2 separate regions of the Gossypium hirsutum genome follow, and region 2 is linked to region 1. Evidence: chromatin contacts called from public Hi-C data. All regions are on one chromosome and are shown on one strand. Each heading gives the region's core, a stretch centred on a gene start, on an enhancer-like site or on the middle of the called end of the contact. The rest is flanking DNA. Distances are from core to core; before and after follow the strand shown. Region 1 holds the start of LOC107932189 (NADP-dependent malic enzyme). Region 2 holds the start of LOC107932224 (transcription factor RAX3).

Region 1 (6,142 bases), core at 1,788-4,287:
AGTTGGTAGTGAGACAAAGACCAATGAACCAAATCAGTGAGGAAGCTTTTGCCATTTACAACATTTGCTATGACTATGCCATCAAAATAAACGATGTTGGCAAATGTGGGTTCGCTTGGAAAGTTGCTGGCTCAGCCCTTTTGAATCTGCATGTCTTGGGGCTGGATGAAAAGACACTCTCATGTGCTCCATCAGTGTTGAAAGAACTTTTCTCGTGAACTAATAATGTTGTATGTAATAATAATAGCTTTAAGTGTTTTGCAATTATGTGCTTAATTTGAAATTTAGTTGTTTGTGTGTATTTATATATACTATGTATTTATATCTACTATGTAGTTTGAAGTCTCCCTTATGGGTTTTCAATCCTTAAAAAATCAATATATCGTGGTGTTTTTTCCCTAAAATACGGAATGTCTTTTTCTTTTTTTTCTTTTTTAATTGTAAGAATCAATACGGAAGAAGATAGGCAGAGAAAGGTGGCAGTTCACTCTTAGAGGGAGAGGAGCCGTTGGGACAAAATGGTGGAAGAGAAGAAGACTTCGGGAGATGAGAGAAGAGGGAGTTGCTCAGTTTAGTGAGAGAGTAAAGATTGTTTCTTGCCCTACTGTTCAGGTGTGAAGACAAGTATATGGAATACTAGATACATCACGTGTAAGCATTGTGGTAGCTGCAAAGTCACATTTTATCCCCTTATAAGGGTGGTGATGTGACTCTGTAGATTAGGGGCGTGACATGGTAGGATGGTAATTTTAAAACGCTCGAGGTATCTCTAACGGAGGTAGCTTGTGGTGAAGGTGTGCCCCAAAACATGATATTCATGAGTGACAAATAGAAGTATTGCGAAGGTTGCAAGCGTAGTGTAACAATTTTAAATATCATATAAAAGGACAAGCTTAATACGTTTAGTAAATATAACAAATAAAATAGGATATATATTAAAATAGAGGTGTTCATGGGCCCGGATCAGGTTGAGTTTGCGTCGATCTTAAGCATGCTATTAACATATTTTATGTTTGTCTAAACTTAATTCGGTCTGAAATTTGAGCTTAAAATTTTGTTTAAACTCACTCATCTTTGTAAATAATTAACTCAAGTCTATTTAAATTCGCTTAAAAAATGATATTTATATTATTTAATATTCAATCTTTTAAAATTTTAAATATAGTCAATAAATTTTAAATATTTACGTTATTGTAGTATTAGATATTATTATAGATTTAATTTTTATGTTTTATAATTTACATAATATATAAAAATAACATAATATAAATAAACTTAAAAAAGGGTCTGCATCTTTAATGTCTAAGCTCGAGCCTAATCTTGACCCATATTTTAAATAGATCTAATTTTTTTTTGTCAAAATCTATTTTTTAAGTTTTATATTTTTTGTCCAAACCTTTAAATTTAACTTGACCTATGAATATGTCTATATTAAAATAAAATAAAATTATCAATATGCATTTATTCATATTGTGTAAAATATTAAATATTTAATAATTTATTTTATATTTATATTATATTTTTAAAATGAAAAAAAAAACCGATGATAAAAGACAAGATATATACTTACAAAAACATTCATATCTATGAGATACTGAAAAATATCTCAACTCTGAATTTATTTAAAACTTAATATATCAATGAGATACTGAAAAATGTCGAAATTGTATTATTATTGAATAAAGGAGTATATTCTAATGAATGATGCCATTAACATTCATGGGACCTCAATGACCAAAGTGCTGTTAATGATAGAGAAACATAAGAAAGCTAAGCCTTTCTTTTATTGACAAATGACAAAACTCCGCCACCCACCACCACCACTTGGTCACCACGTTTGGCCTAAATCTGCCACCTAGCCACCCCTCCCCATTGTTTTCATATATTTTATATAATTTTTAATAATCGAAACCTTCCAAAATAGGACAACACAAAGGTTATTTGTTAAAAGTATTAATAGAGTTCGCAGCTCAGACGACTTTTTTTAGAAATATACATTTAACCCCTAAACTTAGTAGTTTCTTTCACTTTGGTTTTTAAATATTTTTTATTTACATTAATCTTGAAAATTGATCCTTGAACTTAAGTTCTTTAAAGTATCATGATATGATACTGTGATATTATGTCATATGATCACTTGAATTTTTTTTCCTTAATACCCATCCAAGGATGGAGTTGAAAAACACCAAATTTAGGGACTAAATATTATTATTTTTTCTTAATACCCATTTCTTTTAAAAATATAAAGTTAAAAAAAAATCTATGTTATGAATATCTTATTAAGTGGAAGTCCATCATGATCAAGATAAAGTTTTAATATACTTTAAATTCTAATAGTTATTAAAATTCGATCTCTACTTCTTTTATACTTCTCATGCCTATAAATAGAGACTCTGATGAAATACTATAATCATCCCTTTGATTAATAAAGTACATTCTCTATTACTTTCATATTTTCTTTGTTCTTTATTCTCTCAATCTCTCTTTATTTTGTAACAATTTATTGTTATTCGTATAATTTTTCTTAAAACAAATAAATCAATAAATCTGGTTTGTTCTTTTAATTTTTTTTAAAAGCATTGTTGTATTAAATTTTAAAGCACCGATTTTTAAAAACTAATAAAGATTGTAATTTCAATAAAAAAATTGCATGTTCCAATATTAAAAATAACATTATTATAAGAGGTAACCACAAAATTTAAAAATATATGTAATATCAATATAAAAGATCAAAGAAAAAGGGTTAAATCACATTTTGAACTTAAATTTGATAATTTTTCTCACGTTGAAGTCTGAATTTTGTTTTATCTAATTTAAGTTCTAAAGTTTTTTTTTCTAAATTAATCCTTAAAAATCTTAAAATTTAAATCAAAACAATTATTTTTAGTCCTAACTTGAGAAAAAAACTCAAACCCTAATGATTTGATTAAACAAAATAACTTCCTTTTTATTATTAGAAAGACTTTTGAGGTCTGTTCCACTAGTGCATGACAGTGAAAGTTTATAAAAGGCAGTCGGCACAATGATAAAAGTATGAAATTGTGGCACGAGAATTTGGAATGGATCTCAATTAATTTTATTTTTTACTTTTAATTATCAAAATAATAAATAAATAAAAACACCTCACGTAATTTTTCATAAATTTAATTTATTATTATTATTATTATATTATTCTTATTCATTTTTTCAATTTCCGAAACATGTAATTTTGTTAATTTTTTATGCTAATTTTGTTTAATATATATCTAATCACTCAACTATGATTTTAATTTTATTTTGTTCATCCAATTATTAATTTTTTGATTTATTCATATTTATTAGTCTAATTAAGTCATCAATTTGACTTTTTAACTACACTGAAAGCAGCTGATCAAAGTGTTCTTTGTTTTTCTTTTTGATGTTCTGGGGATTGATTATTTATTTGTATAATATCCACTTGAACTAAATTAAAGAAAACCCAGTAATCATAGTATCAGCTGAAGCAGAGAGAAATGGAGAGCACCTTGAAGGAGATGAGAGGTGGTGAATCAGTACTTGACTTGTCCCCCAAAGCCACCGTCGGTGGCGGTGTTGAGGATGTTTACGGTGAGGATTGTGCCACCGAAGAACAACTTGTCACCCCTTGGACTCACTCTGTTGCAAGGTCACCTTTTTTATGTAAAAGCTTTTGTTTTTGGTTATGGGTTTTTTTTAAAAGGTTTTTTAAACTATTTCTTCCATGGTTACAGTGGATATTCATTGTTGAGGGATCCCCATCATAACAAAGGGCTTGCATTCACCGAGAAAGAAAGGGATTCTCATTACTTGCTTGGGTTACTGCCGCCTGCTGTTGTCACTCAACAGCTTCAGGTTTATATTGAAACCCCTTTTTATGATCAGATTTTGAGGAGTGGTATTAATGCATGTTTTTTGTTTGTTTTAATTCCTAGGAGAAAAAATTGATGGATAACCTCCGGAAATATGAAGTTCTACTGCAAAAATATATGGCCATGATGGAACTTCAGGTCTCACTTTAAGCTTTGGAATTGTTGGGAAAAAGGGTTTGTTGAGGGTCATGGGAGGTCGGACTCTCTCTTTGGAGTCCATCGAGAGTCGATGGACCCCTCAACATTGGAGGAATTGTGCCCGGTGTGTGTAATTTGGTTTTATCCCGGGTTTTGTCTTCATACTCCACAGATTCACGGGAAGGAGCGTCTCGCCCACCAAAGAAATGTGAGCATTTGGCCTCCATGCTCACATTTCTTTGGTCGACGAGGTGCTTTCACACTGTGAACCTGTTGAGACTCTTCGCTGAGTAGGGAGACTAAACAAGGGATAAAACCGAGCATAGACACCCCAGGCACAATACTTACACTGTTGAGGGGTCTGTCGGCTCTTGATGGATGACACTTCTAAGACTTCTCCAAAGAGAGAGTCTGACCTCCCCTCTACAGGTTTTTTTTTTTTTCATTTTTGCTCATTGGTTTTTCACCTTTAACAGGAAAGGAATGAAAGACTGTTTTACAAGCTTTTGATTGATAATGTTGAGGAGTTGCTCCCAATTGTTTATACCCCAACTGTAGGTGAAGCTTGCCAGAAGTATGGAAGCATCTTTAGGCGACCGCAGGGTCTTTATATAAGTTTGAAAGAGAAGTATGAATGTTTCTCTGCTTTTGTATAATTTGAATATCCTAGTGGATTGGCTCAATTTAATTCGACAATAACGTGCAGGGGAAAAGTTCTTGATGTTTTGAAGAATTGGCCTGAAAGGAATATTCAAGTTATTGTTGTAACTGATGGTGAGCGTATTTTGGGACTTGGGGATCTTGGCTGTCAGGTAAATTGATTAAATTAGAAACGTTTTAATGCGGTTTTTGTATTCTGTATTGTAAATGAGTAACTAGTTTGGATATGAGTGTGTTGGAAATTCAGGGGATGGGAATTCCTGTTGGGAAATTGTCTTTGTACACAGCACTCGGAGGGGTTCGTCCTTCAGCGGTAAGCATTGTTATGTTCTTAGGATGAAATTTTACATAGTTAAAGGAGAAGTGAACTTTGGATATAAACGGCACTTGTAATGATGCTATCATAATGATTGATTCCGCCTTATAGTGTTTACCAGTGACCATCGATGTGGGCACAAATAATGAGCAGTTGTTGAAAGATGAGTTCTACATTGGACTTAGACAAAGGAGGGCAACCGCACAGGTTTGCAGATTTTAATATCTTAATTATCATGAACATAACTTATGTTATTCTGAGGTTGTTTTGGTTACATTTTAGGAATACGCTGACTTGCTACACGAGTTCATGAGTGCTGTCAAGCAGAACTATGGGGAAAAAGTTCTTATACAGGTAGGACACTTCCTTTTGTCTTTTAGAATGTATTTTCTTCTTGCATTTTCCTAACCATGTTCTTGAAATGTTATGCAGTTTGAAGATTTTGCAAATCATAATGCTTTTACATTGCTTGCGAAATACGGCACAACCCACCTTGTCTTCAATGATGATATACAGGTTGGTGATTCTAGCAACATTGTAGGGAGCTCCCTCATTACGATTGTTCGGGTTTTTCTTTAATTTATGATCACTTTTGGTGCAGGGGACGGCATCCGTTGTTCTTGCTGGGGTTGTCGCTGCATTGAAGTTGATTGGTGGTACTCTAGCTGACCACAAATTCTTGTTCCTTGGTGCCGGGGAAGTAAGACACCAATCTCTGCCTCGTCATTTTTTTTTCCTGGGAAGGGAAGGGAGCAATATGCTGAAATAATTTACTTTTAATGGACCAATTGGAAATACCTCTCGATCGAGTCACTGATGGTTGCTTTTGTCGTACTGTTGCAGGCTGGGACTGGTATAGCAGAGCTTATAGCTCTCGAGATGTCAAAGCAGGTAAAAGCATACTAATAAGAGTTTTACAGATCTTTTTAGTGATCGTAAATTCCATTGCAGTGCTCGGAGTGATTATTTTTTTGTTAACTTTCAGACAAAAATTCCTGTGGAAGAGACCCGTAAGAAAATCTGGCTTGTGGACTCAAAGGAATCTATAAGCTTGGCCTCGATTGTTGTAGAAATAAATATATCGTATGAACATCCATTTTCACCTAAATTGGCATGAGAAAAACTTCAGGGACTGATTGTTAACTCTCGCAAAGAATCACTT
Region 2 (6,142 bases), core at 1,062-3,561, 130 kb after region 1:
TTGACTCTGTCAACAAACCATGGAAAGTATTTGGTACACTGTCAGTGAAAATTTTAGACTTCACGAGTAAGGTTAAGGGGTTGACAAGTATCCTATTCGGGTATAGTAAAATATTAAAAAATAGATATTTAAAAAGAGAGAGACACGTGTCAGTTTGTTAAAAATAGATATTAAAATTCTTTAAAATTATCATTAAAAAATATATATATATCAAAATCCTAAAATATCCCAATCCCATTATTTATTGGCAGCCCAGTTAAGAAGGGGCCACTTGAAATAACACTTGTATTTTCTATTGGACCACTTTTTGGCATTAGTTTATTCAAGGTATCCATGAGTGAAGACCATGGACCATTGATTTGGGCCCAACAATAATGTGGTTCTAGTATTAAATTTATATTTTGCTGTTTTTTTTTTCTTTTTCAATTTTGATTATATTAATTAATAAACTTAGCATATTAATGAAACATTATCATTATAACAGGTGTAAAGCATAATTTGACACTTCTTCCATTTCTTTTGTTCTTTTTATTATTTATTTCATAACACATATAAAATTATTAAATTAAAACAATTTTAAAAAATTAAAAAATATAGGTAGACCTAAGATGCACTTGTATCAAACATTTACAAATGTGACGGGCTTGGAATACATTTTAGGCCTATGTTTCAAGCTGGGTTTAGCTTAGACTAGCATAAAGTGTGTCGACATCACGCTTAAGCCTGACCCAACCCGTTAACAGCTCTATTTGCAATTGTCTCTTATAATAACCATTTAGTCATCATTCTTTCTCAAAGTAGAATTAAATTAATACAAACCACAAACTAATTAAAAATCGAAATAATCTCATATGGTGGGTTGGAAACCAACATATAACAATTGTGCATGATAAACTCGACAGAAAATTAAAATATGCCATAAATTTTTATACTTTTTAAATTTTAAAAATTATTCTCTAATTCTTTTAGCGATTTAGTCCCTCTATATTTCAAATTTCAAAATTCAGGTTTAATTATTAACACTATTATTATTTTTTAAAAATTCAAGTTAATTACAACGTCATTTTTTAATTACATAACTATCAAATGATTTTTTTTTAAATTTCAAAAATGTCATCAATAAATTTAACCAAAAAAATAACAACATTAACAATAAAATTTAAATTTTAAAAAATAAAAAAGTAATTTTCTAAAAATAAAATATAAAGACTAAATTTCAAAAAATACATAGAGTTAATTACATATTTTAACCTAATATTACGGTCCATTGGCTTAATTTTGTTTTTGTTTTTCTATAAACAGAAATGGTAAACTGTTTGGGCAAAAATGATATGTAAAAAATGGTCAAATATGAAAGGGAGAAGTAGAAACCGCGTGAAAACTTAATCAAAGCTAAAAGTACTTCACATTTGTTTCAGTCATCTTCACTGTGCTTATGTAAGAAAATAATTTGCCAATTTTGACCCAATTCCAAATTTTCACTTCATTAATTTAAATTGAAAATCTAATTTTATCTTAAAAAATTTAGGATTCGAATAAAAATGATTAAACATAAAATAACTCGTGTATGAAATAACTTGAATTTAAAAAATTTTATAGGTAAAACCCGAATAGCCTTGTTTAGGGAATGTCACTGTTACTCTGAGAGATATCTTTTTGGAGTGTTGTTAGGGAAGTCGAGGAGCCCCTCAATAATGGAAGTATTTTGCCCAAGGTGTTTATGCTCAGTTATAGTTTTGGGTTTTGTCTCCCGATTTCGACTAGAGCCAACAAGTTCACGGCGCTTGGGGGAACGCCTTGCCACGTACCAACGAAATGTTTAGCATTGGGTAATTATCAAGCTGAGCTTAAGCTATCGATTGAGCCCAATTTGAGCTTAATAATACTTGAATTGAACGGCTTTCAAGTCTTATTGAACTTTTTATATTTCTATATTATTAAATTATATTATTACCCTTAATATACATAATTAACCCTAAACGTAATTATCAAGCCAAATTCAAGAAGCTCGATTATATCTTGAGCCAAATTCTAGCTTAAAAATAACTATTTAACTAAGCTCAAGTCAAGTATCAAGCTCAAACTCGGGAGTATTAAGACTTGGCTCAGCTCGGCTCAATTATACATTTAACTAGGTGGTTGACTTTCACTTGTCACCCTAAACAAGTAAATAATTTCTAGGAAAGACCGGGCCCCCAAAATTGAAGAAAATTATGCAATTGGTCCCTTTTCTTTTGTTTAATTGTCGAAAAAAGTCAACTTTCACAATGGTTTTTTATATCCAGAGTCCATGTCTTAAAAACCCACAGCTAGCAAAGACATTTCGTTTAACACCCCCCCTCTCATAATTTTATCATTTTGCTTTTGCTTTGAGTTTCTTGTTTATCAATGGTAAGAGCTCCTTGTTGTGATAAATCCAACGTTAGAAAAGGACCATGGTCCCCCGATGAAGATAACACCCTCGTAAACTACATTCACAAACATGGCACTGGGGGCAATTGGATTACTCTTCCTCGTAAAGCAGGTTTCTTACCATACATACATGCATACATACACACATACATACATGCATGCATGCTTGCATACATAATGATGATGACGATGATGTTACAGGCCTTAAGCGATGTGGGAAGAGTTGTCGTCTACGTTGGCTTAATTATCTAAGACCAGACATCAAGCATGGAGGGTTTTCCGAGGAAGAAGATAACATCATTTGCTCCCTTTATAGTACCCTAGGAAGCAGGTATGTTAATTCAAAATCCCTAAATTGTTTAGTTTGCTCGAATTTTGGAGATGATATTATTGAGAGGTAGTGATCAAGTTCAAATATGAAGATTATGGTGAATAAGTTTAGGTTAAAAATTGCTACGAGTCACTATACTTTGCAAAAGTTATGAATTTAGTTTCTATACCTTAATTTGATCAATTATAGTCCTTTTACCTTTTGGATTGGTCAATTTTAGTCCTGACCAAAACAATAAAAGTTAAATTCAATTACTAGTCATGTACTATGTGTAGAGTTGTAGATTTAGTTCATATTTTCTAATTGGATCATTTTAAATCTTTATACTTTTCACAATATGAAATTTTAGTCTTGACACAAAATGGCATTTGTTAATCCATTAATTGGTTTTTTAGTGAGTGATATATTGAAAAAAAAGAAGCTGGCATGGCATTACATATGATAATATCTTTGCTGCATTAGATTTTGGAAATAACAGAACCTAGCTTAATTTAATGAATTTAATATTTATAGTTTGATGAGGACTAAATCGACAAAATTTATAAAGTATAGGGTCTAATAGCAGAATTTAACCATAATTTTATGTATTGTTGGTTGGTTTAGGTGGTCTGTTATAGCTGCTCAACTGCCTGGAAGAACAGACAATGATATAAAGAACCATTGGAACACCAAGTTGAAGAAAAAACTATTGGCCGCAAAGATCAAAGGCGGCAACAATGAAATAACAACAACCATCTCAGCAGCACCATTTTGTAAAGCTGTAGGTTCCGATGGAAGCAGCCGTACTACATCGTCTTCTTACATGACAGACATGAAAACATACCAGAAAAAGTACTATGAGTATCCAGCACTGGTTTTGGACCAAACTGATCAGTTTTCAATGCCATATCTTCCCTTTGAGAACAATTATGGAGCCGCTTGGTGTAGCAATGGAGTTAGTAATGAAGGTCAAGGGATGATGGTGGATCATTTTGTTGATTTTGAGGTTGACCCACAACATGTTTTGAGTGGTTCAAGCTTTCAAGAGGAAAATATCAATGGAGTTGGTGATGATCCATGGTTTGGGATCCTTTCTGCTATACATTACAACATCTTTGACTAACAAACAGACTGTTGTACCCTAATGTAGTCCATGATATATATATATAAACATTGTCAAAGGAAGCAAAATATGTTTTTTTAAAAGAGGGGAAACTATTAAATGTTTGATAAAGTGGAGAGACAAATAATAGTTGTTATAATTAGATGTTTAATAGGGTATGAAAATGGGAGTTCAATGTAACTGATGATTTTAAAAGTAAACTAGTAGGAATGGATTATGAAATCGGCAGATCAATGTGAATGAATAGTGACGTGGGTTGTACTTTCTCTCTCTCTCTCTATATTAGTAAATAAAAAATAAAAATATATATTTTTTAAAGTTGAGTAGTGGTATCATTATTATTGTTACAATAAGAAGGACTTGGGTTGGAGCGTACTTAAGCGCGTTTTTTCATTTGATTTAAGGGTTTAGAGGTTATGAATCGATATAAGCATTATATAAAAATATTATGTATTTTTAAGGCTACTTTTCTTTTTTAAAGTTTATATATATATTAGAATATGTTATTTGTTTCATAGCTTTAATTTGAGCCGTGGATCGTATTCCAAAGACAGAAATCCACACATTAATAGCATGTTTGATTCTAGCATTGAATAGATTGGCGGATACGAGTATTTGTCCATTTGTAATGGAAATCACATTAGTAGGAATATACGTCGAGACGTCTCCCGACTTGGGTCTCAACTATTGGTAAAACAGTCATACTTCCTTCACCTAACAGAAAACTTAATTTAGCGGCTTTTTCTAAAAGATGTGAATGCAAATAAAAAACATCTCCTAGATAAGCTTCATGACTCGACGGTCTTCATAATGAAAGAGATGTTTGGTGATAAGCCCGTGTTTACTTGGAAAAATCATCATAAATGATTAATGTGCGTGGTTTATACAAATATGTTTATAAAATAATAATATAACAAATAAATGAGGATTTATATTATGATTTATATGTTTAAAATGGTGAAGTTAATATATTAAATACTATGATGTTTTAAGTTCAAATTATATTATGCGTGAATTTTTTTAGATTTTACATAAAATATAAAATAATAAAAATACTCTCATGATAATTATTTATTATTTTATAAAAAGGAAAATTATAGTTTTACAATTGAATTGAGATTTCATGGATAGATGACGTCAATTCAATCAACTCTTAAATAATAAAATAAATATGTTTAAATAAAACAACTTAAAAAGAACATCTCCACATAAAATTACCTATTTAAAAACAACTCTCTTGAAAGAAAAACATGCCAATACTTTCTTCTAAGAAAAAAATAATAAGAGAATATATTGAAACTACGAAATACACAAAAATTAAACTAAAAATTGTAAAATTATAGAAAATATGTATGCCTTTTACCCTTTTAAAAAAGTAAATTTTATGACCCAGATTTAGTTTAATTGACATAGGTATTATTGCCAATGCAGGAGGATATGGGTTCGAGTACGCTGAAGTACATTATCCTCCTATTTATGAGTTGAGAGATAACTATGGATAATTCTAGGCATGATATACAAAAACAAAAACAAAAACATCAAAATCTATAATAAAATTGTTTAAAAAGAAATTCTTTCAAAAAAAATCTACCCAAATTGTTTTTAAGCACAATCAATAATTATATATACATATATAATTCTAGAAATTGTGGTGAAATGTTGAGAAGCAATCATTCAAATTTGTGAGTATTAGCTTCTGACTGGTCAGCTATCACCAGAGTTGCATTGGTTGAGCGAATTCAAAGTTCAACAAAACGCTCCCAACGATCAAAACGTTTCGAAGGATGTAAATGTTTGGAACGTAAATCAACCCATCCTCCCTTTATAAATACTTTGATTTTTATTTGTTTATTAAGTTAACTTAATGGATATATAAACAAGATTTTGAAGCTTGCTTATTAAACTATCCGAATACAAGTATAGCTTGTCCAGTTCGTTTATATTTATAAACAAATTCGTTTATGTTCGTTTATTGTTTCATTAGTATGTATTAATAAAATTATTTTGATTTGTATGTTTTATTTATTTATAATATAATGATTAATATTTGCATTTGATTATTTTAAATTTAAAAAATATAATATATGCTATTTATTTATTATTCATGAACATTGTCCGTAAACATACTCAATTATATGTTTATGAACATATTTGTTTAAGTTAATCCAACTCTTCACTATACAATTTTTTTTTGAATAATGAATAAATGACCATAATAATTTGTAATACAATTAATATAATTATAATCTTTTAGATTAGATTATACATGTTATTTATAAAATTTTATATACGAAATA

Evidence for each region. Hi-C and Micro-C count contacts between places; a contact is called where the count stands out from the background.
Region 2: a Hi-C map of leaf shows a contact between it and region 1, with 2.1 times the contacts expected there. The contact joins the promoter of LOC107932224 here to the promoter of LOC107932189 in region 1. A contact is called at or near these places in 6 of 34 Hi-C or Micro-C datasets (leaf and seedling).

Annotation. Positions count from the first base shown.
Region 1 is chrD07:998,244-1,004,385 of Gossypium_hirsutum_v2.1, forward strand. It overlaps LOC107932189 (NADP-dependent malic enzyme), which reads left to right and starts at 3,038. Exons shown (of 19, transcript XM_016864141.2): 1 at 3,038-3,643; 2 at 3,729-3,849; 3 at 3,930-4,004; 4 at 4,481-4,632; 5 at 4,711-4,816; 6 at 4,912-4,977; 7 at 5,092-5,187; 8 at 5,263-5,334; 9 at 5,413-5,496; 10 at 5,582-5,680; 11 at 5,824-5,871; 12 at 5,966-6,019; 13 at 6,110-6,142. The coding sequence starts at 3,492. It overlaps LOC107932268 (probable RNA-dependent RNA polymerase 5), which reads left to right. Exons shown (of 19, transcript XM_016864236.2): 19 at 1-404. The coding sequence ends at 218.
Region 2 is chrD07:1,128,180-1,134,321 of Gossypium_hirsutum_v2.1, forward strand. LOC107932224 (transcription factor RAX3) reads left to right here and starts at 2,312. Exons shown (of 3, transcript XM_016864184.2): 1 at 2,312-2,524; 2 at 2,614-2,743; 3 at 3,347-4,163. The coding sequence starts at 2,389. The coding sequence ends at 3,845.